2 separate regions of the Sus scrofa genome follow, and region 2 is linked to region 1. A link is a contact called in public HiChIP or PLAC-seq data. All regions are on one chromosome and are shown on one strand. The core of a region is the stretch at or near the end of the contact, and the rest is flanking DNA. Distances in the headings are between cores, read along the strand shown.

Region 1 (2,700 bases), core at 191-2,690:
GGGACATGTTTTAGATTCCACATATCAGTGATGTCATGTGGTATTTATCCTGCTCTTTCTCACTTACTTCACTCAATATGAGAATCTCTGGTCATATCCATGTGGCTGCAAATGGCATTATTTCATTCTTTTTTATGGCTGAGTAGTATTTCATTGTCTATATGACCACATCTTCTTAATCCATTCATCTGTTGGTTGTTTCCATGTCTTGGCTGTTGTGTTGTGAGCCACATGGGAAGTCTGAGTCTTGGCTATTGTGAATAGTGCTGCTTGGAACATACAGGTGCATGCATCTTTTTGAATTGTAGTTTCGTCTAGATACATGCTCAGGAGTGGGAATGCTGATCATACAGTAGTTCTATATTGAGTGTTCTGAGGAACCTCCATACTGTTCTCCATAGTGGTTGTATCAATTTACATTTCCACCCTCACATGGGAATTCTTTTTTTTTTTTTTTTTTCCCCACTGTACAGCAAGGGGGTCAGGTTATCCTTACATGTATACATTACAATTACATTTTTCCCCCAGCCTTTCTTCTGTTGCAACCACATGGGAATTCTTGTGAGCAACCACACATTTATGCCATAATACCATACCCCATAACTCCTGGTCCTTCTCTGATGAAGCGCCCTGCTAGTGGGACACATATATCTTGCCACCACCCAGCATCCCCTCCTCTCTCTCCAAGATGCAGGCTCCCTTTAACATGAAGCCAATGCTGTCCTTTGTGCTAAACACGAATGTGCTGAATTGAAATTATTAGATTAATAAGACTGAGGCTTTTCTGAGCACTTTGTAGTGGTTGAGTTTGTCCCCAGCAGGATATGGTCTGTCACCACACAGAGCAGGGAAAAGGTCAGGTTTTCACAAAACTCAGAGGAGAGCAGAAATGTGAGAAACTGCTGGCAAGGCCTAGGCAAGCCACAGGAAAGGGGAGGGGAGGGCTGTGCGCTGGGTCCTGGAGGTGGGGGAGGGAGTGGGGCGGGCCAGGATGGGGACACACAAGAAGCCCCACCCACCTGGCTGTTTCCCAGAGGTTTTAGAGTTGATCGGAAAGCTTAAAATATTGTCGTAGGGTGTTCCCATCGTGGCTCAGTGGTAGTGAACCCGACCGTATCCATGAGGATGTGGGTTCAATCCCAGGCCTCGCTCAGTGGGTTAAGGATCCAGCGTTGCTGTGAGCTGTGGTGTAGGTCACAGACAAGGCTCAGATCTACAGCTCTGATTGGACCCCTAGTGTGGGAACTTCCATACGCTATGGGTGCAGTCCTGAAAAAACAAACAAATATATATGTATATGTATTTTCATGGGTCAGAGTTTGCTGCTGATGTGCCAATTTTTAGGGAACTAGAGAAGGGGGTCACAGGTCATTGCCCTTCCAAACTCCACATGTGAATTTCCCCTTTTGTCCATGGGAAAACACTGAAACTCATTAGCTTCCAGTTCCACGTACTTATGATAGGCCAGGCATCATTTTAAGTACTTTACATGTATTTGCATTCATTTACCCCTCCTGTTAGCTCTTACAGTTATTGTTCTAGCCCTTTTCGCCAACACAGAAAGTCCAGAGGTTGAATGACTTAACCTCTGTCATTCAGCTGGTAAGTGACAGGACCAGGAATCAGACCCAGATGGTCCGGCTCCAGAGCTGTGCCCATGGCCATAGATGACATGTCTCTCCAAGGAATGGCGAAGCGGAGGGATTTACTCAAATTTGAAAAGAGGTTTAGAACTGGAAGATGTTAAGGTGAGAAAACTGAAGCAGAGAGAGAAAAGGGTGGAATAGGGAGCAAAGAGGAAGGCTAGCACACTAAGAAAAAATAGATTTTAACATTCTTGGCACTGCTACAAACCTCATCACAAGTCCAGTGCATGGAGTTCCCACTGTGGCTCTGCAGGTTAAGGACCCGACTAGTATCCATGAGGATGCAGGTTTGATTCCTGGCCTCACTCGGTGACGTTGCCACAAAGTGTGGTGTAGGCTGCAGGTGCGGCTCGAATCTGGTGTTGATGTGAGCTCTGATTCGACCCCTAGCCTGGAAACTTCCATATGTTGCAGGTTCGGCCCTATGAAGCTTAAAAAGAAAGGAAAAGAAAAGTCTCTTACAGGCACTCTTATTAGCTTCTCCATTTTCAAGAGGGAAAAACTACTGGGGTCCAGGGAGGTTAAGGAATGTGCCTTAAGTTACTCGCGTACCTGAGGTGGGAGCCCAGGTGGTCTGACTCCAGAGCCCACACACTCAATCATCAAGCTGATAGTCACAAGCCTGGGAAAAGTCAGGGGGTGGGCTGCTTTGGGGGCTGGCCTGGCTTCTAGACGCTGGTTACTGGTGAAACATGCAGGTCCCTCTGCCTGTTTGCCTGAATTCTCTGAGCCCTTAGGTGTTAAGCTCTGGGAAGGGAGGGATGATAGCTTGTTAAGAGTGGGGTCAAGCACACGGCCTGGGACATGGTAAATGTTTACTGAAGGAGGCCCTGGGTGGATGGATGGATGGACAGGAAGCCACCTGCAGCCTGGAACATTTATGTCCACTCCATGGGCTTATGTTCACACACCATCTTCCCTCACATCTACTTAACTGCCCCAGGATAGCCACGTCTATTTTCTTTACCCCATCATGGGAGGGCTTGCACCCCATCTTTTACTGAGTGTTCCAGGCTGTGCTTCCTTCAAGTGCCCTTAGGTTTATCTGCTCTGG
Region 2 (2,700 bases), core at 93-2,592, 130 kb before region 1:
GTATATTTAGAATGGATAAGCAATGAGGTCCTACTGTATAGCACAGAACTATAGCTAGTCTCTTGGGTTAGACCATGGCAGACAATATATATATGTATTCAGTCACTTTGCTGTATAGCAGAAATTGGCACAACACTGTAAATCAACCATGCTTTAATTAAAAAAACCCAAAAAAGTATATCCTATTTCTGAACGTTAATCTTCCACATATATCTATTAATGCCACCATAGTTGTCTTGTTCAGATCAATCACTTAAAATCCCATATCTAGAACTGAATTTGAATTTGTTCCCCATTTCTGCTTTCTGACTGTTTCCAAGATCCACCTATGTTGTTCTAACTGGACATGATTCCAACCTTTTCTCAAATACCAGCTTGTTTCTAGACTCAACGCTTTACCTCTGAGGCCTTCCTAACTCTCTGCTGCCCCTTCCCCAATAACTTTCCTTATCAAGATTCTGGAGGAGTTCCCAGGTGGCTCAGTGGGTTAAGGATCAGGTATTGTCACTGCTGTGGTTTGGGTCACTGCTGTGGTAGAGATCAACCTCTGACCTGAGAACTTCTGCATTTCCAAAGAGGGGAAAAAGATTCTAGAAGTAGACTCCTCGGTCATGGCTTTTCTATTCCCACTGCTAGTTGCCCACCTCCCCTTTTAAATCACACTTCCTCTTGCTCTCAGTGAGCAGGAAGTGTCTAAAACCAGATGTTCCTCTTTTTTAGACACTGTCAAGATCCAGCCTCCTTCCCTTCCCTACCCATGGCCCTGACACTCAGTTTTTTGGCCACACGATTGCTCCAGTTTTCTGTTGCAATGGTTCTTGCACTTGTCTATCTGCAGAGTAGAATTTTGAGAGTAAAACCACTGGGGAACCACTTGCTCTATCTTACCTAGGCTTCGTTAGCCTATTTATGACCAGGGAAAGAAGGTTTCAATGCGAACTAAAGAGCTAGGGGCTTGACTCATCCTGCAGTAATATCTTTGGCGCTTCTCACCACTCTTTCCTTTTTCTACCTCTTCTTCTAGTGGGAGATTTTTTTTTTTTTTTCTGTTTAAGGCCACACCCATTGTTGCAGGACTTACTACAGGGAGACAGGACACTGAGGCCTTTTTGCCAGGAAGCAGCGTTTATTTGTCGGCACTGGCTCAGTGGATTCCTATCCAAAGCCTGAGCCCTGAATGCAGCTGGGCGCTGTCGTACATACTCTCCGTTATTTTTTCTTTGGCACTTTGGCCCCTTTGTTCTCCTTATAAGGTAACATACAGTCTGTAAATTCTACTTGGATGGTCTATGCTACAAAGTTGCACATGGATACTGATTATGTCACAGTGCCACAAAGTTGCGCAAGCATGCAAAGATGCTGATGATTGTGCCCGTTGCCTTCCCTTTGTTCTGGGAGGGCCCCTACGGCACCCTGGCACATGGAGGTTCCCAGGCTAGGGGTCAAATTGGAGCAGCAACTCGGGATCTGAAACACATCTGCAATCTACTCAGCAGCTTGCGGCAAAGATGGCCCCTTAACCCCCTAAGCGAGGCCAGGGATTGAAGCCACAGCCTCATGGATACTAGTTGGGTTCTTAATCCACTGAGCCACAATGGGAACTCTTTTTTTTTTTTTTTCCTTTCTTTTCTTTTCTTTTTTTGCTGCACCTGTGGCATATGGAAGTTCCTGTGCCAGGGACTGAACCCATGCCACTGCAGTGACCCAAGCTCCTGCAGTGACAACACTGGATCCTTAACCCACTGTGCCACAGGAGAACTCCTGAACTGTCTCTTCCTATTCATATTGGACAGCAAGAGCTGTCCTGTGTGTCTAAATAAGCCCCCTGATATTCTCTCCTTTTTCTTTGGGCTCTTTGCTCTACTTCATGTTGATTTGTACATATTCCATCTTTCGATTTTGTGTTAGGCTGTCTTTTGGAAACTGTGTCATATATCCACTTGGATAGTCTTCCACTGTGTAAAACTTAAAATCTCTGTATCAGTTGGGATACTTTTGGTTGCAAATGGAAAAGTCAACTCAAAATGACTTAAGCAATGAAAAGAATTCATTGACTCATGCAACTGGAAAGTCAACAAGTAGAGAGGATTTCAGGTGTAGTTTGATCAGAGCTTCACATTTTCAAGAGGGATCCGGCCCTGTGTCTGTGATATGTTGGCTCATCATCAGGTGGATTTTATTCACAGTAGCAGAAATGGCTGCAGTGGTAGCAAGTTCCATGTTACACTGGGAAGAACAAAAGCATCTTCTTCCTTAGATCCACTTTGATTGGTCTGGGTTAGGTCGCATGTCCATCCTGAAACCAATCACAGAAGTCAAGGGTATGGAATATACCAATTGGCTTAGTTTAGTTCACCTGCTCCACCCTTGGAGCTGGGACGTGAAGTCAGTTTTCCCCAAACCACAGAGTCTTTCAAATGGGAATTGAAAGTTGCTGAAAAGGGGGAAACTGGATGATAGGAGGCAACCACAAATGTCCAAAAAAACTCCACCAAAATTGTGATGTGGCTCATCAAAACAACATTTACTGAGTTCCAGCTAAAGACAGTATTGGGCTCTGAGACAGAACCATGAAGAGGACACAATCCCAGCTCTTAAGTGAGGTAGAATCTATTATTCCCTGAGAACATAAACTCTCTGAGGGTAGGGATTTTTTTCTTTTCTTGTTCACATGTGTAGTTCAGAGCCTGGAACAGGAGT

The links. HiChIP or PLAC-seq counts read pairs in DNA pulled down with a chosen protein or histone mark.
Region 2: a contact with region 1 is called in an H3K27ac HiChIP or PLAC-seq map of alveolar macrophages. The contact joins two enhancer-like sites. A contact is called at or near these places in 2 of 47 Hi-C or Micro-C datasets (epiblast stem cells and psoas muscle) and 2 of 2 datasets of contacts at active chromatin or transcription factors (alveolar macrophages and skeletal muscle).

The regions. Positions count from the first base shown.
Region 1 is chr3:17,139,766-17,142,465 of Sscrofa11.1, reverse strand. All of the region lies in intron 23 of ITGAD (integrin alpha-D), which reads left to right. Among named protein-coding and RNA genes, the nearest start is that of ITGAD, 29 kb to the left of the region's middle. Within about 2 kb of position 1,440, at least 3 of the 83 cell types and tissues checked have an H3K27ac peak or open chromatin away from gene starts, as enhancers often do. A contact at or near this core is called in alveolar macrophages, where this site is marked.
Region 2 is chr3:17,273,908-17,276,607 of Sscrofa11.1, reverse strand. No RefSeq gene overlaps it. Among named protein-coding and RNA genes, the nearest start is that of ITGAM, 3.1 kb to the right of the region's middle. Within about 2 kb of position 1,342, at least 9 of the 83 cell types and tissues checked have an H3K27ac peak or open chromatin away from gene starts, as enhancers often do. A contact at or near this core is called in alveolar macrophages, where this site is marked.